2 separate regions of the Mus musculus genome follow, and region 1 is linked to region 2. The links are chromatin contacts, called in public HiChIP or PLAC-seq maps. All regions are on one chromosome and are shown on one strand. The core of a region is the stretch at or near the end of the contact, and the rest is flanking DNA. Distances in the headings are between cores, read along the strand shown. Region 1 overlaps Sumf1 (sulfatase modifying factor 1). Region 2 holds the start of Crbn (cereblon).

The links. HiChIP or PLAC-seq counts read pairs in DNA pulled down with a chosen protein or histone mark.
Region 1: a contact with region 2 is called in an H3K27ac HiChIP or PLAC-seq map of thymic regulatory T cells, with 7 times the contacts expected there. The contact joins the enhancer-like site here to the promoter of Crbn in region 2. A contact is called at or near these places in 1 of 39 promoter capture datasets (hippocampal neurons), 1 of 15 datasets of contacts at CTCF or cohesin (large pre-B cells), 1 of 484 Hi-C or Micro-C datasets (CD4 T cells) and 3 of 115 datasets of contacts at active chromatin or transcription factors (effector CD8 T cells, stem cell-derived neural progenitor cells and thymic regulatory T cells).

The regions. Positions count from the first base shown.
Region 1 is chr6:108,160,631-108,167,625 of GRCm38.p6, reverse strand. All of the region lies in intron 3 of Sumf1 (sulfatase modifying factor 1), which reads left to right. Among named protein-coding and RNA genes, the nearest start is that of Sumf1, 21 kb to the left of the region's middle. Within about 2 kb of position 2,540, at least 43 of the 459 cell types and tissues checked have an H3K27ac peak or open chromatin away from gene starts, as enhancers often do. A contact at or near this core is called in effector CD8 T cells and thymic regulatory T cells, where this site is marked.
Region 2 is chr6:106,798,759-106,805,680 of GRCm38.p6, reverse strand. Crbn (cereblon) reads left to right here and starts at 5,594. Exons shown (of 11, transcript NM_175357.3): 1 at 5,594-5,690. The coding sequence starts at 5,624.

The DNA.
Region 1 (6,995 bases), core at 1,291-3,790, 1.4 Mb before region 2:
AACTCCTTAGAGTGAGTTCTAAAAGTAAGTTTGTATTCTGCGTCTTCCTGTTGATGAGGCTCAGTCTCTGTTGGGGTTTCCAGGAAGTGGCCATAGGAACATGGCTCCTTCATTTCTGCCTGTCCGTAGCACAGCAGAGCTCACTTTCTAATTTTCAGGTCAGGTTTGCTGGGGAGGAAATATTTGGTTTACATTTCTTTGTTTGTTTGTTGGTTTTTGACTGCTATGTACTTTATTTGGTTTTCTTTTGGAATAAAGTGGACCTGTTGAAAGTCATAATTTTTTATTTCCTTGAAAGTTGCTTATTGTTTTTGCCTGAGTGCTCAAGTGTTGTGTTTGCAGTGTATGTCTTGGTTATGGGCGGGGGCAGGATTCTCAGACACAGGTTCACTTTTTCAATCTCTATTTTCAGTGTTGTGGTTCAAATTTACGAACATTTTTGTTGTCTTTCTACCAATTTTTTCATTTATTTACTTTACATCTTGATCTCAGACCCCTTCTCTTTTCAGTGGCCCTCATACAACACTTCTCCCCATCCCTTCATCTCTGAGAAGGATGAGGTCTTCTCTGGTTACCAACCCACACTGACACCTCAAGCCACTGCTAGACTAGGTATATCCTCTCCCAATGAGGCCAGACAAGACAGCTGAGTTAGGGGGACAAGATCCATAGATAGGCCACAGAGTCGGAGACAGCCCTTGCTTCTTGGGGGACCCACATGAAGACCAAGCTGTGTTCCTCCTGTGTAAATGGGGGTAGGGGTGTGGCTAGGTGCAGCCCTTGTATGTTGTTTGGTTGATGGTTCAGTCTTTGGGAACCCCCAATGGTCAGGTTAGTTGACTCTGTTGATCTTCTTGTAGAGTTCGTATCCTTCTGGGTCCCTCAGTCCTTTCCTCAACTTTTCCATAATACTTTCTGAGCTTTGTCAAATGTTGGGCTGTGGGTCTCTGCATCTGTTTCAGTCAGTTGCTGGGTGGAGCTTCTAAGGGGACATTTATGCTAGGCTCCTGTCTGCAAACATAACAGAGTATCACTAGTCGTGTCAGGGATTGGTTCTTGTCCATGGGATGGATTTTAAGTAGGGCCATTTCCTCAGTCTCTACAACATCTTTGTCTCTGCACTTCTTGAAGGCAGGACAAATTTTGTTTCAAAGGTTTTAGGGCAAATTTGTACAACCACTCTGAAAATCAGTTTTGTGGTTTCTCAGAAAATTGGGAATAGTTCTCCCTCACAACCCAGCTATACTCCTCATAGGTAAATACCCAAAAGATGCTCCACAGTACCCTGAGGACACTGACTCCACTATGTTCATAGCAGCTCTATTTATAACAGCCAGAAACTGAAACAACCCAGATGTCCCTCACCCGAAGGGATTGAGAAGAAAATGTGGTTGATTTACACAATAGAATACTACTCAGCTGTTAAAACAAAGACATCATGAAGTTTGTGGACAAATGGATGGAACTAGAAACTATCATCCTGCGTGAGGTAATCTAGATCCAAAAGGACATGTGTGGTGTGTACTCACTAATACGTGGATATTAACCATAAAGTACAGAATACCTAGGATATAATCCACAGATTCAAAGAAGCTAAATAACAAGGAAGGCCCAAGGGAACATGCTTGAATTTCACTCAGAATGGGAAATAAATTGTCATTGGATGGAGGGAGGAAGGGAACTGGATGGGAGAGGAAGAGGAGGGGAACTGGTGGGGGTGAGATATAGGGAGAGCAGGGGTGGAATGCAGGGCTGGGGACTTTAGATAAAAATCGGCTTGGGGAAGCACCATCTCTAGGAAGTACTAGACACTTGGGATGGGGGTAGTTCCAGGGAGTCTGTGAGGGTGACTCTAGCTGAGGCTCCTTGTAGTGGGGGACATGGAGCCTTAAGTGGCCACCTTCTGTAGCTAGGCAGGGCTTCCAGTGAAGGGATAAGGACATCAACTCACAAAACACTCCACCCAAAATTTTTCGTTGCTTTTACTGTGTGTGTGTGTGTGTGTGTGTTTTGTGCCTTTACTGCCCTCTTGGAGCCTTTAATTTGTAAACTTTTGTGGGTGGAGGTCAAACCTAGAGTCTTATACATGATAAGCAAACACTATATCACAGAGGTCTACGTTCTATGTGTATTACTTGTTCCTTGAATTACCCCTGTCTTTCTTTTCCCTTAAGTTAAAAATTGTATTCATTTTGTCTCTTGAGTTTCTGAAATAAAAGTAATATTGATAAAATGATTTTTTCCTTTAATTTCCACTTCTTTATTGACTTTGGCACATATGTGTATTTTTTGAGAACACTTTTGCCTATAATTTTATGACTACTTCATTTTGCAACAGCATGTTGTGGGTGTGTACACGTGTGCATGTGTGTATGTGTGTGGCACACTATTATTCTCCATTATTATCCCATGTTTAGATGTGGTTGTACCAGAAGGTTAGTTTCAATATGGTAATGTGGAGAAGTGGTAGAGTTTAAGTAGACTATTGAGACGCACTTTCACTTTCAATATGAGGAGGTAATTAGGTCACTGGGGAGACAGCCTACCGACGGGATTGATGACCTTATAAGCCTTGTTATAAAAGGGCAAGCCTGGGCTGGAGAGACGGCCCACTCAGTAAGCTGCTTGTCTGAGAACATGAAGATGTGAATTTGATCCCCAGATCCCATGTGAAAAAGCTGGCTTCAGTAGTTCATGACTATAACTTTAGAACTTGGGAGACAGGCAGCAGGATTCTTGGTGCTTGGCCTGCCTGTCTAACTTGGTGAGCTCCAGGCCACTTAGAAATTCTATCTGAAGAAAGACATTAAGCGAATGGGGAAGACACCTGACCTCTGGCCTCTAGAACTACATCCATGAATGGAATCATTAGCTATGGACTCATCCTCTTTTTTTTCCCCTCATTTGTGATGATAGGGAATGAGCTTTTTATATGGTAGACACTGAACTGCACTCCCAACCCAAACTAGTTTTCTTTAAACATTACCCAGCAGCTCATATTTTGTTGTAACACCGGGAAAACAACGGGCGCCATCTCTGTTGCTCACTATGAACGTTTGGTGAGTTTTAGAAGGAGGTGTGTCTAGAGCAGCTTTGTAGCTCTGCTCAGATCCTTCCTGCCCTGTCTCCCTCCTGTTACTCTGCTTTGGTGAGGTGGTTTCTGGTTGGTTTGAGATTCTGTGCTGGAAGGGAACCATGGTGGGTCAGTGTCAAGAGTTTGTGGGACAAGAGTCCTGGAAAGTCGGCGTGTGAAAGAGTAATTCATTGGACCCTTGCTGGTGAGGGAACTGATCTTAGGAGCAGCTCAGGTAGAGGGGCTGCTGTGACCACCTGCTGTGACTACCCACCATCATTTCTGTGGTCAGGTATTAGCGAGCTTCCTCTGGGAGGTCCGTGGACACCATCCTTCTCGCTTGTTCCAGGGCTCCTTGTGTGGTAGGAGTTCTCTGGCTTCTTGTATCTTCTGTGCTGCTTGTCTTTGTTGTCATGCGGGCTCCTGTAGGCATTTCATAAATGTTTACCTTACTAGGGTTCATCCCAGAAGGTGGGGCGAATGCACCAGAGGGTTATTTGTTTGTTTTTGTTTTGAGATAGGCTCTCTCTGTGTAGCTCTGCCTGTCTGGAACTCACTCTGTAGGCCAGGCTGGCTTCAAACTCAGAGACGCACCTGGCTCGGCCTTCCAAATGCTGGGATTAAAAGTGTACACCCTCCTGCCCCACTTTGCATTGTGTTATTTACTCCTGTGTCTCTAGTACAGTGACGGTCACTCAGTAGGTGGTTATTATGTATCTGGCAGAATGAAAGCTTATCATTCAGGTGTTGGATTAGAACATTTAGTTCTTGGAAGGGCAGAGCTCAGACCTGGTATGACCTGTTTATCTCTCAGGCTGCAAAGACAGCTCTTCTTTGGTTTGAGATGCTGGTTTGGTGATCCGGGTTGAGGCGGGTTCAGAGCTCCAGAGTTATTTGGAAAGGGAAGTCTAGGGCTAGATGACTGGATAAGATAAAGTACTTCTGTCATTTGTGCTGGATTGAAAAGAGTAGTTGTTTGCTTGACTCAGGAGTCAGTGTGTGGCATGAGCTCAGGAAGACAACTGTGATAACCCTGGAAGGGGAGAGCGCAGTGTCATAGGATAGCAGTTGCTTTCCTCCAACCTGGCTAAGGCTCCTGATAGGATGGGGGTGCAGGAGGTAAGTGGGCGAGCACAGAGCCTGTGTACAGTGCACTTGCATTTATTTTCAAGGCCTAGGTCTTTTAAGGCTCAACGTGGATCAAGGAAAAGAATGAGTATAACCTCAGTCCCCCAATGGAATGTTGGTCTTTATATCATACACTCCCTTATAGAAACAAGGTAGATTACAGACTAAAAATTCATATGTGTCAGGTGAATGCCTTTAATCCCAGCACTTGGGAGGCAGAGGTAGGTGGATCTCTGAGTTCCAGGAGAGCCAGTGCTACACGGAGAAACCCTATCTCAAGAGACAACCCCTTCAAAAAAAAAAAAAAAGGAAATAAGAAAGAAATGTGTATATGTAAATAAGAATTTACAGTGGGCCGCTCCACATCTGTAACCCCAGCATTCAGGAGGCAGAGGCAGGATCACAGGTTGAAAGCCAGCCTGAGCTATATAGCAGTGCCCTATTTAAAAAAAATAATGGGTAGAGGATATAGCTCAGTGGTAGTGCACATATATCTTTGGATTAGATCTCAGGACTGTGAAAGAGCAAACTCAAGAACAGAGTGGGAGAGATGATGTTTCAGTGGATGGGATTTTCAAACTCTCCTCCAAGCAATCTTTTCTGTATATGCTTATTTTTCAGGGTCAATGTTTGAAGGCAGAGCTCTCTACACACACCATATACACACTCTATTGTGGAGATGCACAGCCCTCTGTAGCTGGGCTTTGCTACTTTGTGGGGTCTTCTTTTTCCTACCCTTTATCGTTCTGGGTTTACCCATGTCACTAGATAGAAGAGAAAGCAGGGGTTGGGGGGGAGTGGATTGAGGGAGGAAGGAAGGAAGGGGAGGGGAGAGAGAGAGAGAGAGAGAGAGAGAGAGAGAGAGAGAGAGATCTGAATCTGATGTCTTTTCTTGTTTCTTCTTTGACCATAACTACTAACAAACCGCAACCAACCCCCTGAATGATCAACAACTACCTACCCCACTTATCGGGGCCCTAGCATTTTCGTATCCCCCGAAAAGTTCCCAGAATTCTAAACATCATACAATCACAGAAACTATCATCAGCTGGCTGAAGGTTTTAAAGAAACCAAAATTCCAGAATTCTCACTGCAGCCCTCCATGTGGAGGTAATTTCTGTGTTGTAGTCATAGTTACTCTTCTGCTATTGTGCTAAGACACTGTGACTGATGCTACTTATAAAAGATAGAGTTTATTGGGGCCTATAGTTTCACAGGATGGGTTCATGATCATCGTGATAGGGAGCAGGGCAGCAGGATGGCAAATGGAGTTGGCTTTTGAAACCTCAAAGCCCTCTTCCTTCTCCAAGTTCCTCCCTCCAGGCCACACCTCCTCATCTTTTCTAAGTAGTTCCACAAACCAGGGACCAAACCTTCAAGTATATGTACCCAGGAGGTCGTCCTCATTCACAGCACGACAGCTGGCCTGTATAAGTGGTTCCGTCAACTTGCTGGCTGTGCATGGGATGCAGACTTTTCATGAGTACTGTCACGTTGTTTAAAGATGGGACATGCTCTCACCTATTTGCACATCCTGTTAAAGTTTTTTTTTTTTTTTTAGATACTTTTTTTTCTTACTCCTTTTAAGCAGTCACCCAAATCAGTACCATTCCCTGTGTCTCTCTCCATCTCAACTGGAAATGAGTAAAATCAGTCCAGTGTCAGCTACTGTCGGCTGCACGAATTCCTTGAGCTGTTCTTACAGGGTGCCTGCAATGCTCCACCCTGCCAGGGTTTCTATTCTTCCTGTGAAGACCTGAAGTGTGATGGGTGCTAATTGTGAGTATAACGTTCCAGTATGGGGGGTTTCAGTAAGAGCTGAAACAAACATTTGTTGGTTTCACCCTATATTTCATAAATATTTGTGAAATCTGTTTGAAAAGGCATGTATTGTTCTCTTAAGTGCAGTCTGTGAAGTCATCAAGGTCCTGACTTAGGATTAATCAGAGGTCATGCATCTGACCTACCTACCTTCCCATTGTGATGATGGCTTTGTTTCCGCCCTTTATTAGAGCCTCGTTCTGATGTTCAGTGTGGGTACAGGTTGCTGAAGCCAGAGACATTTCAGTCACTACAATCTCCCTTCTATTTGATTCTTCCAGTTGTTAGATTCTCCTTTGGTTATTTATACTTTGTGGATCTGAGTAGATCTGAAAGTGCTCATTGTTCACTGGTGCCAGCTGAGAAATTCTCCTTGTCTGTTTTTGTAAGGATAGCTGTCATGTTTACACTGCATCTCAAGAAACTTCTGTCTTTTTAATCTGCTCACTTAATTGCATTCAGTTTTTGAGGAAGCAGTTGTAAAATTGTGAACCTGACATCTTTAGACTTAAATATGCATAATTACACAGTATTTTGTCTTCCATGTGGATGTTATTCTGGGCTGTGTGTGCATAAGAAGTGTCACTTCCCACCTTTGGTAGGAATAGAGCAACTTTTGCTATCTCTTATTTTTTCCCCCTTTTCAAGTTCTTACCAGAGTTCTGGCTGTGTCTTATGAGAAAGGTGGAAACCATGTCTTTGCTCTCTGAAGTCTATATCTCAAGCGGGTATGAGACTCACAGCAGTTCTGTTTACATTGCCATTGGTCACTGGCAGGCTGGCACAGCTGTTTCGACTTAAACCCAAGGCAGTTGCTATGGAAATGGCTGAGTAGAAATAGGTCATGTTTAAAGTCCTTTCCCTCAAGTAAAAAGCAGTGTTATAACTTCAGGTTGTCTTGGTTGAGCAGCAAATGTGTAGGTGGGCAACTGCATCCAACACTTTCTTGTTTTAGGAGATGTGATTTTTATGT
Region 2 (6,922 bases), core at 4,345-6,844:
CAAGGGACTTCTTGTTGCGTCACAGCAATGAGAAAACCGTCTAATAGTTGAGACTACAAAACAAAACATACAACAGTGATTTCAGTGACAACACATATGTAGTATCCTGGGCAAGGATAAGAAATGACATAGGGTGACAAAAAGCAAGATCCATAGTAAGAGAAAGGCTCTGACAGGGTTGATCTAGGCAGTTGAGCGTGTTCCAGTAGGGTAGGGCAAAAGTTAGAAACACAGTAAACAAAGATGTAAGGAGGCTCAGAGAGACAAAGCTGCAGAGACTTGGACACTGATTGAGATGTTGAACATCCTTTGGGCTGACTATCTTTCATCCATGGAAACTGCCTTGTGATTGTAATGTATTGGGATAGGTTGAGAGCAGACTTCTCAAGAGGGCCCTACATTCAAAGAAACCACACACAAAGCCCACATGTCAATCTTGAATCAGAGTTAAATGTTTAACAAACACTTGCTCACATGTGAGTGACAGACCAGAAGTAACTCTTCTGATTTAGAATCAAGTGCCTGCCAGGCGGCCAGGAATTCCAACCAAGCACAGGCATTCTGGACTGCTTTTATTATGGTGACTCATGAAGGTATGATGCAACTAAAGAATTACTGCCACCTAGTGATGTTACAATGTCATAGCACAATACACTGCTCTCAACAATAGGTCATGTCACCCATATAAACCAGTGCACTGTCGTCAGTTGTTACATATCTAGTAGACAATTATTGTGTTATATATTACTAATTTATATATTTACTGTAATATATGATAATGGTTATTTTAGAAGGTATTTATTCTACTTTTTTTAAAGTTAAATTTAAACAGCTCCAGGCAGGGCTTTCTCAAGGTATTCTAGCAAAGACTTTGTGATCTCAAGAGGTCACATTCCAAATATTATGGCCCCAAGTAACCTCCAATGGGACATGATACAGAAGTGGAGCACAGTGGTAGTACACCTGGCCCTCCATACACATCAGCTAATGTGTGTGTGTGTGTGTGTTTCTTAGTTTTAGCCAAAAGAAAATAAGCTTAGAAAATTTAAACATGTATTTTAAAATATAAGAATAAATTATAAAAATCCCAACTTAAAAAAAAAAACAGTGTATGGTGATACAATGTGTTTTTGTTTTTAGATACAAGTCAAAACATTTTTAAAAAATAGTTCTTAAGGTAAACAGGTTTCAATATGCTAACCTTTAATCCTGAAGCAAATACTTTGTATAAATTTATAATATTCTATGTGTATTGTGTTTACAAAGTCTACAGAGCTGTACATAAGGTCTCTTGTCCTCATATACATTCATCACTCACTCACCAACTCATCCAGAATAATCTCTAAGTTCTGGAAGCGTCATGAAGGGCATTGGCCTTGCACGGTGGGCCAGTTCTCATCCTTGGTATCATATCCTCAGTATGGCTAGATCCGAAAGTACTTAACATGTACTACAAGTGTCTATCAAATTCAGGACAGCAACACGCTGTGGAAGGTTTAGGTGTGATGGACTAGACCATGTAGCCAAGATATGTAGTAGAATATATAATATATATATTATACATATTCTATATATATTCATATATATACATACACACACACATATATATACATATACACACACACACACACATATATATATATATACATAGAGAGAGAGAGAGAGAGAATCTTTATATAACACTGAAATCACTTAAAGATGTATTTTTTTAGTTTAGTCCTGTGGCTAAGTAAAACATGACCAATCATTCATATAAAAGTGTCTTTCTGTGTGTGTGTGTGTGTGTGTGTGTGTGTGTGTGTGTGTGTGTCTGTCTGTCTGTCTGTCTGTCTGTGTATGTCTCCACATACATGAAAACCACTTATTTAGTCCCACCCTGAGGCAAATGTTCCTGATATGACCAAAGTCCACTTCTGTGAGGAATATTATTCTTTCACTGCAACTTAGACGGAGCCCTAGCTTTTGCTTCAGCCAACTAAGTATGAGTAGAGGTTGTTAGGCTTTGCTCTGAAGTGAAGGCATTTAGATGACAGTCATTCATTCTCCAAGCCACTGCCTTCTGCTGTGGCAGCTAGTGATTGGAGAAGAAAATTCCAGTGGGGACGTGCTGCAATTGGGAAGTGGCCTAATAATCCATCAAGAGAGAAGAGTAGTGGAGAAGCCCCATCTCCACCTTCTTTGAGTAAAATGTATAAACTTCTGTTGCAGGGAGCTGTTGGTGTTGTGCCATTGTAGCAAGAATATCCAACCACTTGGATACAGTCAACTGTTACAGCAACACCAAGAAATCAGAAGCAGGAGAAGGATGGAGCAATTACCATCCAAAAGGTGAGGAAGAAAGTGGAACCTAGAGCCGCTTCCTGTGCAGTGATCCTCGGCTGTGGTAGAAGAGTCACATGCCATTCGAAATATCCAGGTGAGTCATGAAAACAATTTCGTACGAAAGTCTAAGAACCATAAATTGCACCACATTTTACCATCTTGCAAAATCTTCTCTACTTTACCTGTCAAGGCAGAGATGGATGCGGTGGTAGGAGGTCGCAGTAAATTGAAGCCCTAAGTATTGTCCCAAACAATCATTTCTCACAAATAACCCAACCTCTGTGGAACCTATATACACTCTGGAGGACCAGAAAATATTGCAGCAGCTGTGAAAGCTGCATATAACAATTTCTTCCAACCCTGTATTATTCTACATATAACTGAAATATGAGAGTCATTAATAAAATTGTTGACACTGAGGAGGCCATGAAAGATGCCCTGCCTCTGATGATATTCCAGCTTACAGAGCATGTTTCCCCCTTTCCTCCCCTCTAGACCTGTGCAGAGCAGACAAGATTTATCTTTTATCCACCTGTAACTGGGATTTACAGCGTGAGATGCTGAAGTACGCATCTCACAGCAATAACTGCCAGACCCAGCATTTGACAGAGTACTCTAAAGAAAAGATGTCCTCCTACCTGGCTTACTACACACACACACACACACACACACACACACACACACACACACACACATGCACACCAGTATATGATCATGGTTCTTGATTACTTCTAGTATGTAGGGCTTTAATACAAGAAGTGTGCTTGCTTCAGTACTTTTTTCCAGTGCCACGTCTTGTGAGCCTTACTGAAAGGTAAAGCTACAGATACATGTGTCCACGTTAGAGGGATGACAGGAAGAATGAAAAGAACTAGGTAGTGAATTTAAAGGGAGCAGAGATAAAAGAAAATCGGGAAAGACATACAAATGGGGGCTCTGATGATACTGGAGCATGGCTACAAGTGAGAAACAGGAGAGAGAGAGAGACAGGGGGTGGGGGGAGAACTTTTTTAAGTTCTTCCCAATGATTCCTTCTTTCCCAGACAATTCTTTTTTTTTAATTAATTAATTAATTTGTTTTTTTCACTCCATATTTTATCCCCCGCCGATCCATCTGCAGGAGGTATGAGATGTGGCACAGACAATTCTTGACTGACTGACTCGGGGTTCAGATAATTGAAAGGCACTTTTGAGACACCACCAGCAAAGTAAGAGCTTCCTTATTTAGAGACTACCTACTCTGGGCTAGGGAGGATGCTCGGTTGCTGAAGTGTTTGTTGTGCAAGCATGAGGACCCGAGTTCAATCTCAAGAATCTATATTAAAATGTACTTTTTAATCCAGTCGTGTGGTAAGCTTCACTTGTAATATCCTCCAACACAACAGAGGCAGAGACACTGGATCCCTGGGGACCACTGGGGAGTCACCCTGGCCTAATTGCTTACTCTTAGGCCAATGAAAGACATTGCCACAATAAACCAGGTGTATTACTCCCAAGTAATAAAACTCTAGGTTGATATTTTGGCCACCATACTCACTGACACACTTGCTCCCCTGTGAACCAAAAAGTGTCATCTTACACATGCACAGATAGATATATAAAATAGAAACCAGATGCTTGCTGAGATAGAAAATTCTGCAGCTAAACAATTTATTGAAATTCTGTGAACTGTATTTAAATTGATCCAGCGACAACAAAAATATGTGTGTGTGTGTACAGCTATGCACATTCATTCATCACTTGGTTGAACTTCTTGTTCTCTCTTTAACAGTCACCATCTATGTTCCATGCTCTCTGGTGGTCTAGACCTGAATTGTCCTCTTACTAGCGAGAAAAACACCTTAACTCATTACAATGGCTCATGCAGCTGTTTTTAACTCGATCATAAAAGGCATCAATATTGTATATGCTATTAAAGGGAATACATCTGGGACATTTGCGTTCTGGTTTTAACATTGGGTAAACTGAGTCCTGGGGATATAAAAGTGACTTGGCCAAGGCCAGAGTGACTCAGGGACAGAAGGCTGAGTGATATGGAATTGATAGTGTTAGGCTGAACCCCTGCTCTTCCCCTGTACAAGCTGGGAAACCCAGTCTACTCTCCTTCCCTGATCCCCAACCGCGGAGTGAAAACTCCACCTCTGTCTTGGAGAAAACTCCGGGCTAACATGTCAGCATTTCCTGGAACCCACCCAAGAGTGGCTGCCAGGGGATCAGTTTTTAACCAGGTATGGGCAACAACCCCATCTCCTAACCAACAAGTAATCACTCCTCACCAAAACTCTATAAAGTCACGTTGCTTAAACCTGGGTGTTTGACTTCACTGACCTCCACCTGTGAGACCAGCGAACTCCCCTTAGAGCTGCCTCCTGATAACTATGCCTTTACCTACTTTTAATCTGGTCTAATCTGGCCTATGTGTTGGTCACCATAGGAAACGCCTATCGGATCCAGTTACCATTCCAACGTGTTTTTGGGTTGTGAATTTTTTTTTAATGCAGCATTTTTTTCTTGGGGTAAAAATGTCTTCAAACCTCAGATTCATTAGTTTACTTTTTTTTCCTTCCTCTTATTCTCTGCCTACTACCACTACTTCCTTCTTTAGATATCGTTTGTCATTCCATTATTTTCTTTTCTTCAGTGAAAACGTGTTAGAAATATATTGTATACACTCTTAAAATTGGAAAAAAAAAATCCATCCACAACTCCAGTGCTAGACAATTCTCTTTCTTTTAGCATGTTGTAATTGTTTTTTACCATACATTGATCCATTTTTCTCTTAGTGAAGCCATTATGACTAGGCTAGTTTATATACTGACAGTTTTATTTTCCAGGTGATTATCAGCCTTTTTTGTCCTTGCAAATCTTTGCTTCATACTGATACATGTTAATTTGGGGCTATATCCGAGGGCTACTGAAATCGTTTTAAAAATCTGCTATATTCCAACGGCCCCTGGAACAGTCCATACTTCCAGACAAAAGAGGATGCTGTATAAGGACGTGTTTGCTCCAAGTGGACACTAAAAACACAGACTTGGGTTTCCCACCTGTCAAAACGTCTTTGTGGCTGAGAAGGGAGCTGTGTAACTTGTGTGGGGTCAGTGGGTCATGGATAACTTTGGGTTTCTTGTCCTCCTTAAAGATGGTCCTCTTCATTTGGCTCCGCTGTGCCGCTCTCGGCTCGCCTCGTTGGAGCCGCCAGGGGGCGCTGTGGCCCGGGAGCGTGGCGGCGGCGTATCGCAGACCCTCCCCCTGCGTGCCGGCACCGCCCTTTCCCAGGCTCCTTTGCGGGTAAACAGACATGGCCGGCGAGGGAGATCAGCAGGACGCTGCGCACAACATGGGAAACCACCTGCCGCTTCTGCCTGGTAACCTCCGGGACGGGCGCCTGGCCGTGGGTGGAGACCGAGGACCGGGGCCGATCCCGCAGGGAGGACGGGGACAGCTACTCGGGCGCAGCGGCCGGTGGGAAGCCTCCCGTGTGAGCCTCGCCCTCCGCAGCTCTGCGCTTTCCTCCCGGCCTGTCTCCTGGGCTGTCGGGGATGTTGGGGCCACGGACTTTGGTTTCCCAGAGCAGGGACCCCCATTCCTTTCCATCTTTCTCCCAAGCCGGCCTCCCTGAAAATTTTGTGGGAGTAGGCGAAGTTGAGAACCGGGTGACATTAGCAGCCGTTACTTTTCCTGCTCATCTGCTTTCTCATAAGACTGACAGCTAACATGCAGTAGGCATTTGCACGTCGTGGGCCCCGCAGTGAATGCTTTGCGTGCATTTCTGCTTTTATTATTACACCTGTCATCTGTCCAGAGCCTTGCTTATGGAGGAGAAACTTATCGACGGGTTGTTAAATGTATACCATCCAGTGACGTGGAAGGTCACACAGTTGCAGATAGGGCTGCGCGGTGTACTGATCTGCCACCACAGCTGGTATCTCTTAGCTATCTCTCTGTGGAGGTAGTTATTTAGCGGTTTTTCTCAGGTCTGCAAATAATATGCCTACTTTTAGGGTACTCAGGAGAACGGTATTACCGATTTCTCCTGCTTACTTTATGCCTTTATGGTTTATGACAACTTATGTTGCAGTATTGAATGCTGAAAGTGGATGAACTAGTGGTACGGACTGTTCTTAGAATGCTGTAGAAACACAGACTATTGCCAGAGCCTTTTGGTTGTAGTTAAAAGCCATGCAGTCTGTTAACCTTGTTTGTAGGAAAAACATCAGTCGGCTACTTTTAGGAGGGTCACAGTTAGGATAAGGCTATTGAGAATAATTACAATCACAGGTGCAGTTCATTTAGAGCCATATAAGCAACTGCTGCTGGGTGTACTGGGTTTGTGTTTTTTGCTGGATTGGATACCAGGCACTCCCAAATCCTCTGAGCTATGTCTCCAACTCCTGCTGTGATTTTCATGGGTAGGGATTATTGTGGGATTTGAAAATCTTGTGATGGAGATTCACTTAGGGTTCATTTGTGGACTAGGTTAGTCCTACATTGTTGAAACCGTGCATCCTTAGTCATTTCAGTTAGGAACTTTTTTGTGTGGGGTGTGAAGAAATAATTTCAGGTTTCAGTTTGTTGCCTCAGAAGGTGTGCTTCAGGT